Linked DNA regions of Larimichthys crocea: region 1 is linked to region 2. Evidence: chromatin contacts called from public Hi-C data. All regions are on one chromosome and are shown on one strand. Each heading gives the region's core, a stretch centred on a gene start, on an enhancer-like site or on the middle of the called end of the contact. The rest is flanking DNA. Distances are from core to core; before and after follow the strand shown.

Region 1 (5,333 bases), core at 2,822-5,321, 160 kb after region 2:
TTCATCCATCCGAACCGCAAATTATTATAGTAACCTACAATCTACATTACCCTGCACATTGCTCTGAATTCTTAGACTTATCACCAGTTAACCAGACATTTCTAAACTTGCTGTTGGTCTTCATGGCACTGGGCAGATTTGACCTTCCAGCCATCAAATAGTTAATGTCAATAGAAGTATTCAGATTCATTACTTGGTAAAAACATAAAAATACAATACCTCTAATAAAAGTCATGCATTCACAAATGTTAAGATCTTAAGAAACTGTACATAATATTATCATCAGACTGTACAGTTAGTATATATTGTATGTATTATATATTTATTATTACTGATAACATAGAAGTAGTGTTGAAATTGATATATATATAAGAAATTCAGCCACAAAATGTTCAATATATTTAAATATTTTGAGTTCAATATTATTATTTTGTATTCTGTGCACCCAGTGATACAAACAAAAAGAAGCTATAACTACAAATTGATCCAATTCATCTATATACTGTATATGCACAGTATGTATGTGAGCATTAAACTAAAACATCACATCAATGCATAAAATCCTTTATAAAAGCAATGTCAACAGATGAAATATCTAGACAAATAAAGAAACTTAAAAAGGCCAGACTCCTGGGGACAATAGATATACAAATGATTTCTACATAAGGTGCATTCATTTTAATTCAGGAACCTTCGAATGAACCTGAAACTCATCAGTAATCAGTCTGATTAAACACATCAAAGCAATATAATAGTATTTTTTTTATTTTGTAACTGCTGGCTGATCTATTCTGATACATATATATGTGTGTGTGTGTGTGTGTGTGTGTGTGAGATTACAAAGTGGTTTACAAGGAAAACAATAAAAGGTCATAAACACGAGAGTTTGATCAATTAATTTTATGATTCTTACTTCACAAGCTGATGTGGAAACGTGTAACTAAAGTTTGAAAGCTTTCTAAACAGACAATACTTTAAGTAAAATTTGTGATTTTAGGTTATAGTTTAAAAAATGCACTTTTTATGACGTAATGTCAGAATTGTGTCTGTTTCTCTGTCAAGTCCTTCATGCTTGTCATACATTAATACATAAACTTGAAATGATGTGACACACAATAAGTCAAAGTAATATATGCAGGTAATGAAAGGTGACTTTAAATACTAGGTCATGATGGCTTTTAGGCTTTAAGCCATTAAAAAAATGGTAAAATTGCAGTTGTAGCCATTAACAGCTGGACAAAAGGGGGAAAATAAGAGACTCAAACCTTTAAATAAACGTACACTTTTTCCATCAGCTGTCAGTTACAATTGAAGACTTTGTTGCTAGTAGCAACGCATACTGGCACAGCTCCCTGGCAGTTTAACTGTATTCAGCCTTTCAGATCTGCTATCAAGCAAATATTGTCAGGCGTCTACTCGAAAGATGCCCTCGCTGGAGCATAAACGTAAAGGTACAGATGTTTGGGACTGTTGTTCATAGTTTGAAATGTGAATCTGTTATTTTTGTGATCAGATGACAACACACTGAAGCCACTAGCTTTGTGAGTCTAATTTTGCTCAGTTGTAACTTAAGTGTTGTAACCATATTTGGAGTATTTGTTATATTTACTCCATTACATTTCAGGGGGAAATCTTCTAGCCTACTCTTTACTCCACTACATTTATCTGACCAATTTATAAACTATGATACTGTGCTATAGATTAGACCACCCAACAGTATATGAATAAAGTAGTAAAATGTGCTCCACTTCCACCAACAACATCGAAATGCTTCTTATGTGTTGAATATCGCTCTAATTCTGCTCAACAACTACTGTTACATTAATACTTCAAGCACATTTTGCTGTTAATATTTTTGTACGTTCAGTTATTGACTGTGAATGCAGGGCTTTTAGTTACTTTAATTAAAGTAATTAGTTACTTAGATTACTTCTTCCACAGTGAAAACACAGTACATTAATTAAGATTAATTAATGTGATACCTTTCCAATGAGGACTTACTTGATATGTACTTGGTTTCTTCTTGGTATGAGGGAGAATGGGATGTTAATGTCTTATTAATTAACAGCTATGCTATACTTTTGTAAATCCAGTTTCTTGTTACTGTAAAACTAGCGTTTATTCATCTTGACAGTAACTTGGTCTAACTCTTGGTATCTCCTCTCTCTCTCTCTCATCTTAATTGGAAGTGTGTGCAGCACGCAGCATAGCCGTGATGCCATGTGCATATTAAGGGCAAAAGGTGTAGCATAAAATGGAAATATCTAAGTAGCAGCAATTCATGGCTGCACTTAATTACGAAGCTGTAACTTGACATCAAGGTTAAATAAAACCCTAAAAGTTGTACAGCTGTACCTGCAGGGCTCATTATGGTTGCTGCAGTAATGTTGAATGCTCCTATTATTACTTCAGGTTGTAAAATGCAATTATGTAATTTTAACCGCATGATGTTAAATGTGGTCACATTGTGAGAAAGTGAATGGCAACTAGAGGAGGAAGTTAAGACTGATAGGCAAACATTTTGGCACGATTCATAATTCCCTCAACTGGATACAGTTTGGTCAAGTGTGCTAGAATTTGTAACATATTTAAACAAATGTCATAGATTATTTTATATTTTAAAAGGTACTTCACATATTGGCTTGTCCCAAATGTGAAGATTTTTTCATTAAAATGCTGCTTACACATTAATACGGCTGCATAATTTTACATTTGATACTTTAAGTAAAATTTGTGATTTTAGGTTATAGTTTAAAAAATGCACTTTTATGACGTAATGTCAAAATTGTGTCTGTTTCTCTGTCAAGTCCTTTATGCTTGTCATACATTAATACATAAACTTGAAATGATGTGAAACACAATAAGTCAAAGTAATATATGCAGGTAATGAAAGGTGACTTTAAATACTAGGTCATGATGGCTTTTAGGCTTTAAGCCATTAACACTGGTAAAATTGCAGTTGTAGCCATTAACAGCTGGATTAGCAGTGGTGGAAAGAAACTCATTATGTTCACTCAAGTGCAATTTTGAGCTTTATGTATGTGAGTATTTTCATTTTACCTTACTTTATGTCTTTATTTGAATGTAGTATTTTTACATTGTTCTTTTAGTACTTACTTAACTTAAATAATTTGATGACTTGTAAGTTTATTTAACTTATTTTATGTCTCATTTTGCTACTTTTTTTATTTACCTTTATTAAGTCTTATTAAAATATTATCGGTTTATCTGCCAAATCCTTCCTGTTTGTCACATATAAACACATACAACTGCAACTCTGGCTAATAAAAAGTGTTATTGTCATGTGAGTATTTTCATTTTATCTTACTTTATGTCTTTATTTGAACGTAGTATTTTACATTGTTCTTTTAGTACTTACTTAACTTTGACGACTAAATCAAACTTATTTAACTTATTTTCTGGCCCTATGTCTGATTTTGCTATTTTTTATTTACCTTATTAAAATATTATCGGTTTCTCTGTCAAATCCTTCCTGTTTGTCACATATAAACACATAAATTTGCAACTGTAGCTGATAGAAAGTGTTATTGTCATGTGAGTATTTTCATTTTGTCTTACTTTATGTCTTTATTTGAATGTAGTATTTTACATTGTTCTTTTAGTACTTACTTAACTTTGACGACTAAATCAAACTTATTTAACTTATTTTCTGGCCCTATGTCTGATTTTGCTACTTTTTTTAATTTACCTTATTGAAATATTATCGGTTTATCTGTCAGATCCTTCCTGTTTGTCACATATAAACACATAAATTTGCAACTGTAGCTGATATAAAGTGTTATTGTCATGTGAGTATTTTCATTTTATCTTACTTTATGTCTTTATTTGAATGTAGTATTTTACATTGTTCTTTAACTTTGACGACTAAATCAAACTTATGGCCCAACTGTAGCTGATAGAAAGTGTTATTGTCATGGGATAAAAGTTTATAGGAACACTTAAAAAAACTAAACCACTAAAATATTAGATCCTAATGGCATCAGTCTGTCAGTGTTATGGCCATAAAACACACCTTGAAGGCGCAGCTGTAATCAATTAACAGCTGGATCAACCACATAATACACAAATCAAACAAAGACGCCTTTGCTTTAGTTATATTTAGCCCTCTGGTAAAGTCAACACACGGGTGTTTTAAATGCCATCCCATATCTGTGAATGCCTAAAAAAAAAACAAAAAAAGAAAACGCGGAAGCCGAGTCAAGTTTTTCTGTTGTTTATCTCCACACGGACATCTCTGGCCAATCCCAGCGCTAACCATGCGGTGAATGCAGCTGGGTGCTGAGGGTTGTTGTGGAGGGGGAGCAGCCGAGACCGAGACACCGAGTGACCGCTAGCTTCATGTCAACCGCGCAGACGTTACTCAACCAGCGAGAAGCGGAAGAGGGAGAGACACGAGAGAGAGCGAGAGAGACAGGGGGGGGGACCCTGCTCGGAAAGGGATATTTCTGCGCCGTTTGAACCCGACAGATATTTCACATCGATTTAAGGGTTTATTTTTTACTTAAACAAGAAAAGGAGCTCGGGAGTATCAGCTTAGCCAACCGCCATCTCTTCTCAGTCGGAGCGGCCGCCGTGTCTTCCTCACCATGGGGAACGCTGCCACCGCCAAGAAGGGCAACGAGCTAGAGAGCGGTGAGTCCCGGCTCTTTATTTATTTATTTATTTATTTATTTATTTATTTATTTCTCATGGCAAGTCATTCAAATCTTATAGAAACCATCCTTAATAAAGCTCATATAGTTTACAAACGTCCTTAAAAAAGGCTCATAGATTTATACAAATGTCTTTAAAGGCTCATAGTTTCATTCATAAAAATAGATGTCTTCCGACAATATATATTTCATAAGCTAAATCCTAATGATATAGCAATAGTTAATTTTTATTAATCAGATAATACCTAACACAGGAAGAATTTTTTTTTCCTATCTTTTTTTTATTTTTAAGTTTTGTGGCCCCATACACCTCTCTTTTTAAAAAAAAAAAAAAAAAAAAAAAAGGGGGCGAGTGTTTTTTTTTTTGCAGCCCCCGGTGGGATAACAGTGCAGGGGGATGACGGACCGGCCCTTCCCCTTTTTTTTTTGTTGCCAGTTAGGACAGTTTTAAGTGTTACAAACAGGCTTTAGCTGTCACATTGAGGTGTTTATTTTTAAATAACACAGCATAAAGCCTAAAAGATAAATAAATAAATAATAATAAAATAAGAGCCGGGACTCACCGCTCTCTAGCTCGTTGCCCTTCTGGCGGTGGCAGCGTTCCCCATGGGTGAGGAAGACACGGCGGCCGCCCTCGACTGAGAAGAGATGGCGGTTGGC
Region 2 (5,196 bases), core at 106-2,605:
TGGTCACTTTACATTACAATACTCTTTTTATATATGATGCCACTTTTATCCTCAGTATTTGTCTGTTTTGGAGGTTGATTGTTCTTCATGTTTATTGTGTTTATCGTGTAGGTTATAGATAGTTTATTGTGTTTTTTTGCCTTTTCTACTTTTTTTCTAATTCTGTAGTGCATGCTTTACTTTCCTCTGCTGCTGTAACAAGTAAATTTCCAAGTGGTTGGATGAATAAAGTATAACTAATCTGACAAGATTTCTATTTTTATTTTATTTTAACCTCTGCATAATAACTACAATCTGTTTCCAAGGTTCTGCTCATATAAAACAAGCAATAAAATAAAAATAAAATAGAAAACTAACTTCAAAAACAATCAAACTTGATTTTAAAACACATATTAAAACAAAATAGTTGCTGATATCTGAAATGTACACCACTAATCCTGCATCATACACCAAAAACAAACGCTTTGATATCTGCTCACTCACTTCCCAAAGTTGGCTCCGCTGCTCAGGCTGTTGAACTCGTCGTCGTCCGAGCTCGAGTCGGACTCCGAGTCCGGCGGCTCGGTTCGGAGGAGTCGGTGACCGGACCCCTTTTTGGTCTTCTTCCTCTTACTATCCCCGAGTCCGATCAGGGCATTTAACTCCTTCCTCTTCTTCATCTTCTTCTGGGGGGTCAGCGAACCCGCCGAGCCCGATTTAAACCCGACTAGATCCAAAGTTTTGTCCAGTTTGGTGGATGTTGTCGTTTGTGTAGCGGCTAAGCTAAGCTAACGTCCTCTCGCTAGCTTCGAGTTCAACCACGCAAGGTTGCTAACGCACAGAAACACATCGGACTCTGCCGGTCCGCTGTCTTGTTTTACTTACAGCTGACACACGGAATATTCAACTGGCTCATCAACATCACACCACTCTCCCCTGAAAAGCTTTTATAAAACAACTTTTTGTCCACTAGCCGCCGGGTCATCACATACAAAACGTCGGCTAATTCGGCTAGCTATCAAAAACACCTTTGCTAACGGTGGCTAACAAACGGCTTTCTGTCGTTACCGAGCTGTCACATCGTCTCGGCTAACACGACGTCGTTAATTTTACAAACACGTCTTTAAACGGATAAACAGAACAAAGCCGCATCTATCATAAAATCCAAATGTGCGGTACTGTATTTTCCAGCGAGCTATCCTGCTGTATATATTGTTCGGGTAGGGCAGCTGATTGGTGCAAAGAGCAGCGACGACTTCCGGTGCTCTGTTCTGTCTGGGAGCGAAACAGACCATAACACCACCACCACCACCACCAGCAGCAGCAGCAGCAGCAGCCGCAGCAGCGACACCGGCACCGACATCACAAACACGCACTTTTTCCCAATATGAACCGGCAAGTAAGTACGACTTATGAAAACCACAGTGAAATAAGATGATGGTATGAATGAAACTATGTTAGAAAAATAATTATTATTATAAAAAAAACTGCGATGAATGATGGAAACCAAGCTAAACTTGTCCGTGCATGCCTCTGTGTCAAATTTATTTTATCCTTCCACCCTTTCAAAATAAATTCAAATGTGACCTCCATCATTCTTCCTCTTCTTAGCCAGCTCATCGGAGTGTGTTAAATATTTAGCACTAAGCTTTTATTCTGCTCATTAGAATGTTCAGGGGAAGTTTTTTGTCCTCTCTCTCGGTTTTAATCATAAGGCTAATTTCAAGGTCCAGTGAAATAATCCAAATGAAAAGCTTTTTCTTTCTTTCTTATAATATATTTTCACCCTTTTGTCCCATTTGCAGTATTTGTTTTTTCGTTGTGTGTACACTGATAGTTCAATTTTTGTGATGGCATGATCTTATAATGGGCCAAATTATGAGGCGTATGTCTTTATATTGCCTATAACATGTTCATGAATGAATTATTCACATTTTCCCCCACATTGATTAATCAGTGATTTGACTGTTTGTTGTGGCTCTACTGTGCATATATTGTCATATCTACAGGTTATAAGTCTTTATTGTTATTTTTTCTGTCACTGTGTTTTGCTGTTTACGTAATATTTTCAAGAATGTGCCACCTTCTATGAAACAGGATTTAATTTTTTGTTTCAATTTGCTTCTTCCAGCAGGGGTTCCCTCCAGAAATCCAGCTAACCTGGAGCGCTATTGGGCTGACCCAGCAAGACACATGGGCTGAGTAGAAGCAGGGCTGCCGCAGACTGGCCTTTAGTTCTTTTTCATTGAAAACAGACTCCCACTGGTTTGCTTTTGGCTTTGAAAATATGCTCCTTTATGTGCCGGGACCCCCGTACTACAACCGCACAATACTAATAATAATAATGACGCTGAATGAACATCTCCACACTGGACCAATTTACAAACACACAAAGGAACTGAGATGCTCCTCAACATCTCAGTATGACTTTTGTTATTGAGTTGCAAGAGATGAGGCCTACTGCTGATGCTGTATTATCCTCAGAAAAGGATTTCTCGAAGCAATGCTTGTCAGTTCACAGTAATAGCACGATGCCACCCACACAAATACAAAGCTAATGTTGTTATAGCTTAGCGATGTGCCTGCTCTGTTATTTAAGTGCATTATACTGGGAGGTAGCTGCTGTATTGTTTTGAATGCATTTGCTGTGAATCCAGCAGTGTCATGTAGGTAGTGAAGCAAAATTCAATCAGTGGCTCGTCTTCACTAAGAACACCTGGTGAGGGGGCAAGCATCACGCTGTGGGCCTGTGCAGAGCCCCGCCGGCATGAGGCTGCAAATCAAAGCATCAGAGGTGTTTCATCTCTTCCCTGGCGTCTCAGTGTTTCATCCGGGGTTAAGACTGAAAGGATGACACTTCAACTTATGCCTCCTCGCTTCTATAGCTACGAGGTAGGGAGCATCAGACATTAGAAGCCCATTACTCTGATTACTACACAACACTTGTTTTCACACTTTGTTCACAGCAGGCTTTCTCATATTCTCACCAGGAATGATTCCTGCAACTGTTGGTCTGGGAGCTGCTTTGGGTGCTGACAGTGAATGTAAATAGTGGTGGCATGATAGGAAATACTGAATAGAATTGAGTGCTAATTGAAGGCTTTCATCTGACATGGCAGACTGTGTGAATACAGATTATCATCAGTTAGAAGCCTGGGCTGCTGTACGAATACCAATTTCTCTCAAGAGGCGTTTCTTGTCTGTTTATTTAGAATCTTTCAGCCATTATGTCGGATGACTCAACTAGTAGACATGAAAATTTCATCATAAAATATATTCTGCTGGCTGACAGATTAGATGAGACCCACATGGTGTTTATTACTGTGACACATGCTTGAACCTATGAACTTCTCTCTCTCTGACACCAGCCGTCTGATCCGAACACATAATTCATACTAAAGAATGAGCTTCGTGTGGGTTTCATTGTTCCATTTTTTGTGTTATTAAAGGCCCCCAAATCATATTTTATTAATCAACTTCTAACTATGAGAATTGGGACCTACATGAATGAATTTTAGAACCACTATTTATTTCTCATGACAGGTTTATGTTTGTCCTGTTTTGCATAGAGAGCTGAAGTCATGATGTTATGTCTGGGTGAGCCTCTGTTCTGTAACTCAATACAGTCTCCAATTTAGCATGTCGTCTGTCTTTGTGGAAAAAATTGAAGCGTGTTTCTGGTGTTTACTTTAGTAGTTGCTTTAAGAAATTGAAACCATTCTGATTTTAACAAGTTAAATGGTAAGTACTGTATGTGCACAGAAATATTTACTGCGGCATGGGTAGACAGCCTGACCGAATATCTGTCTTATAGACAGATATGAGTATTGGTATTGTTATCCAATTTGTGCCTATATTGGGTACATCATGCAGAAAAAATGCTTGTGGTAATGTAATGCACTGCAGAGTTTATCTAGCCTAGCAACTATGCAGCCTTTTAAATATATGTCTGCATTTTTCCCCTCTAAAGTCAGTATATTGCTCAGGCTTCAGTACCTATGTCATCATACTCTATTCTGTCCATTTAGTTAAACTCATATTTCCTAGTAAAGCAATTTTACAACTTTTTAGTTGTAGTTTCTGCTGTCCAAAAATTTTGTACTACATTAACTCCCCTGTATCCTCTTGTTGTCTGAGATAGCTACCCGCAACCCCTCAACTCGCCCATGGACTCAGCTCCTCTGTCGAGCCATGATGTTTAGTTAGTGAACTTCCGGGGCTTATGTCAGGTGTTTGTTAAAAGCAGCTAATAAAATTTTCAAAAATTTTTGTCCTTATCTAAACATGTGAAACGAGCCACATGACAATAGGCCAATTGATGAGAAAGGCTCTGTTCCCAGGTACGATTTTTAGTTGTTCATGTTGTTGCAAATGTCAGTGGGATGTTACTAATAAGGATTTCTTACTTCTGGAACAGAACCCCTTATCTCTCTGTTGGTTGGAGAAACAGTGGACCAATCAGAGTTTTATAGGTGGGCTTAAGAATGGATATGCCATCTTTCTAGATAGCTATCTAGCTATATGTCTATGAGAAATAGCAACTGAACAATGGTGACAAGCATGGATGTGTGACACAGCGGTGCAAGTTACTGTAAATCATTACATATGAAATTAGGTGTCAAAACTGGGTAAAAATATTAGTATTCTCAGCTCCAGGACTGTGGGGGTGTGTCCTCTGAATGTGCTGGAGCCAGGCCTACTTCAGGGAGCAGTCAAGCAGCAATTTTGAAGCGTCTGAAATGTGTCAGATGAGTTAAAAAAATGGCATAACTAACTTTGAAACACTGAGTGAGATGAATTAATCTCTATGCTCAGGGTGGCCTCAGTGTGTCATCAAGCCACCCTTTAGGACCGCCCCCAAAAAAACCCTGGACTGAAAACTGGTGAAAAACGTCTTTAACCTCTAACTCCACATTTCAGTAATATATCGTTTAAAGTCTTTTCACATGTTTTCAGCAACTATTTTCCAACATATTTAATGTATTTTGAAAGAAACCCTGAATTGCCTTTACACAGAAAACAAAATAATTCTATCGATAAAATATATGAATATGTGAAAATGCGAATAACGATTTCAAAAAGCCTCAGGCGTTCTCCGAAAAGCATTTAATACCCACAGATTCGATAAGATCCGATGACTGTCACATAGTGTAAAACAAGCTTGAACAAAGTATTGTTTGGTATTTTAGTTTGAAAAATTAAGATTCATTCTTATTT

What was found. A called contact is a pair of places that touch in the nucleus more often than the background predicts.
Region 1: a contact with region 2 is called in a Hi-C map of muscle, with 2.5 times the contacts expected there. The contact joins the promoter of prkacbb here to the promoter of adgrl2b.1 in region 2. A contact is called at or near these places in 2 of 7 Hi-C or Micro-C datasets (both in muscle).

What each region holds. Positions count from the first base shown.
Region 1 is chrII:12,079,164-12,084,496 of L_crocea_2.0, forward strand. It overlaps prkacbb (protein kinase, cAMP-dependent, catalytic, beta b), which reads left to right and starts at 4,072. Exons shown (of 10, transcript XM_010746557.3): 1 at 4,072-4,653. The coding sequence starts at 4,608.
Region 2 is chrII:11,923,690-11,928,885 of L_crocea_2.0, forward strand. It overlaps adgrl2b.1 (adhesion G protein-coupled receptor L2b, tandem duplicate 1), which reads left to right and starts at 1,356. Exons shown (of 24, transcript XM_019262211.2): 1 at 1,356-1,378; 2 at 2,111-2,871. It overlaps efcab14 (EF-hand calcium binding domain 14), which reads right to left and starts at 1,275. Exons shown (of 9, transcript XM_010751864.3): 1 at 484-1,275. The coding sequence starts at 659.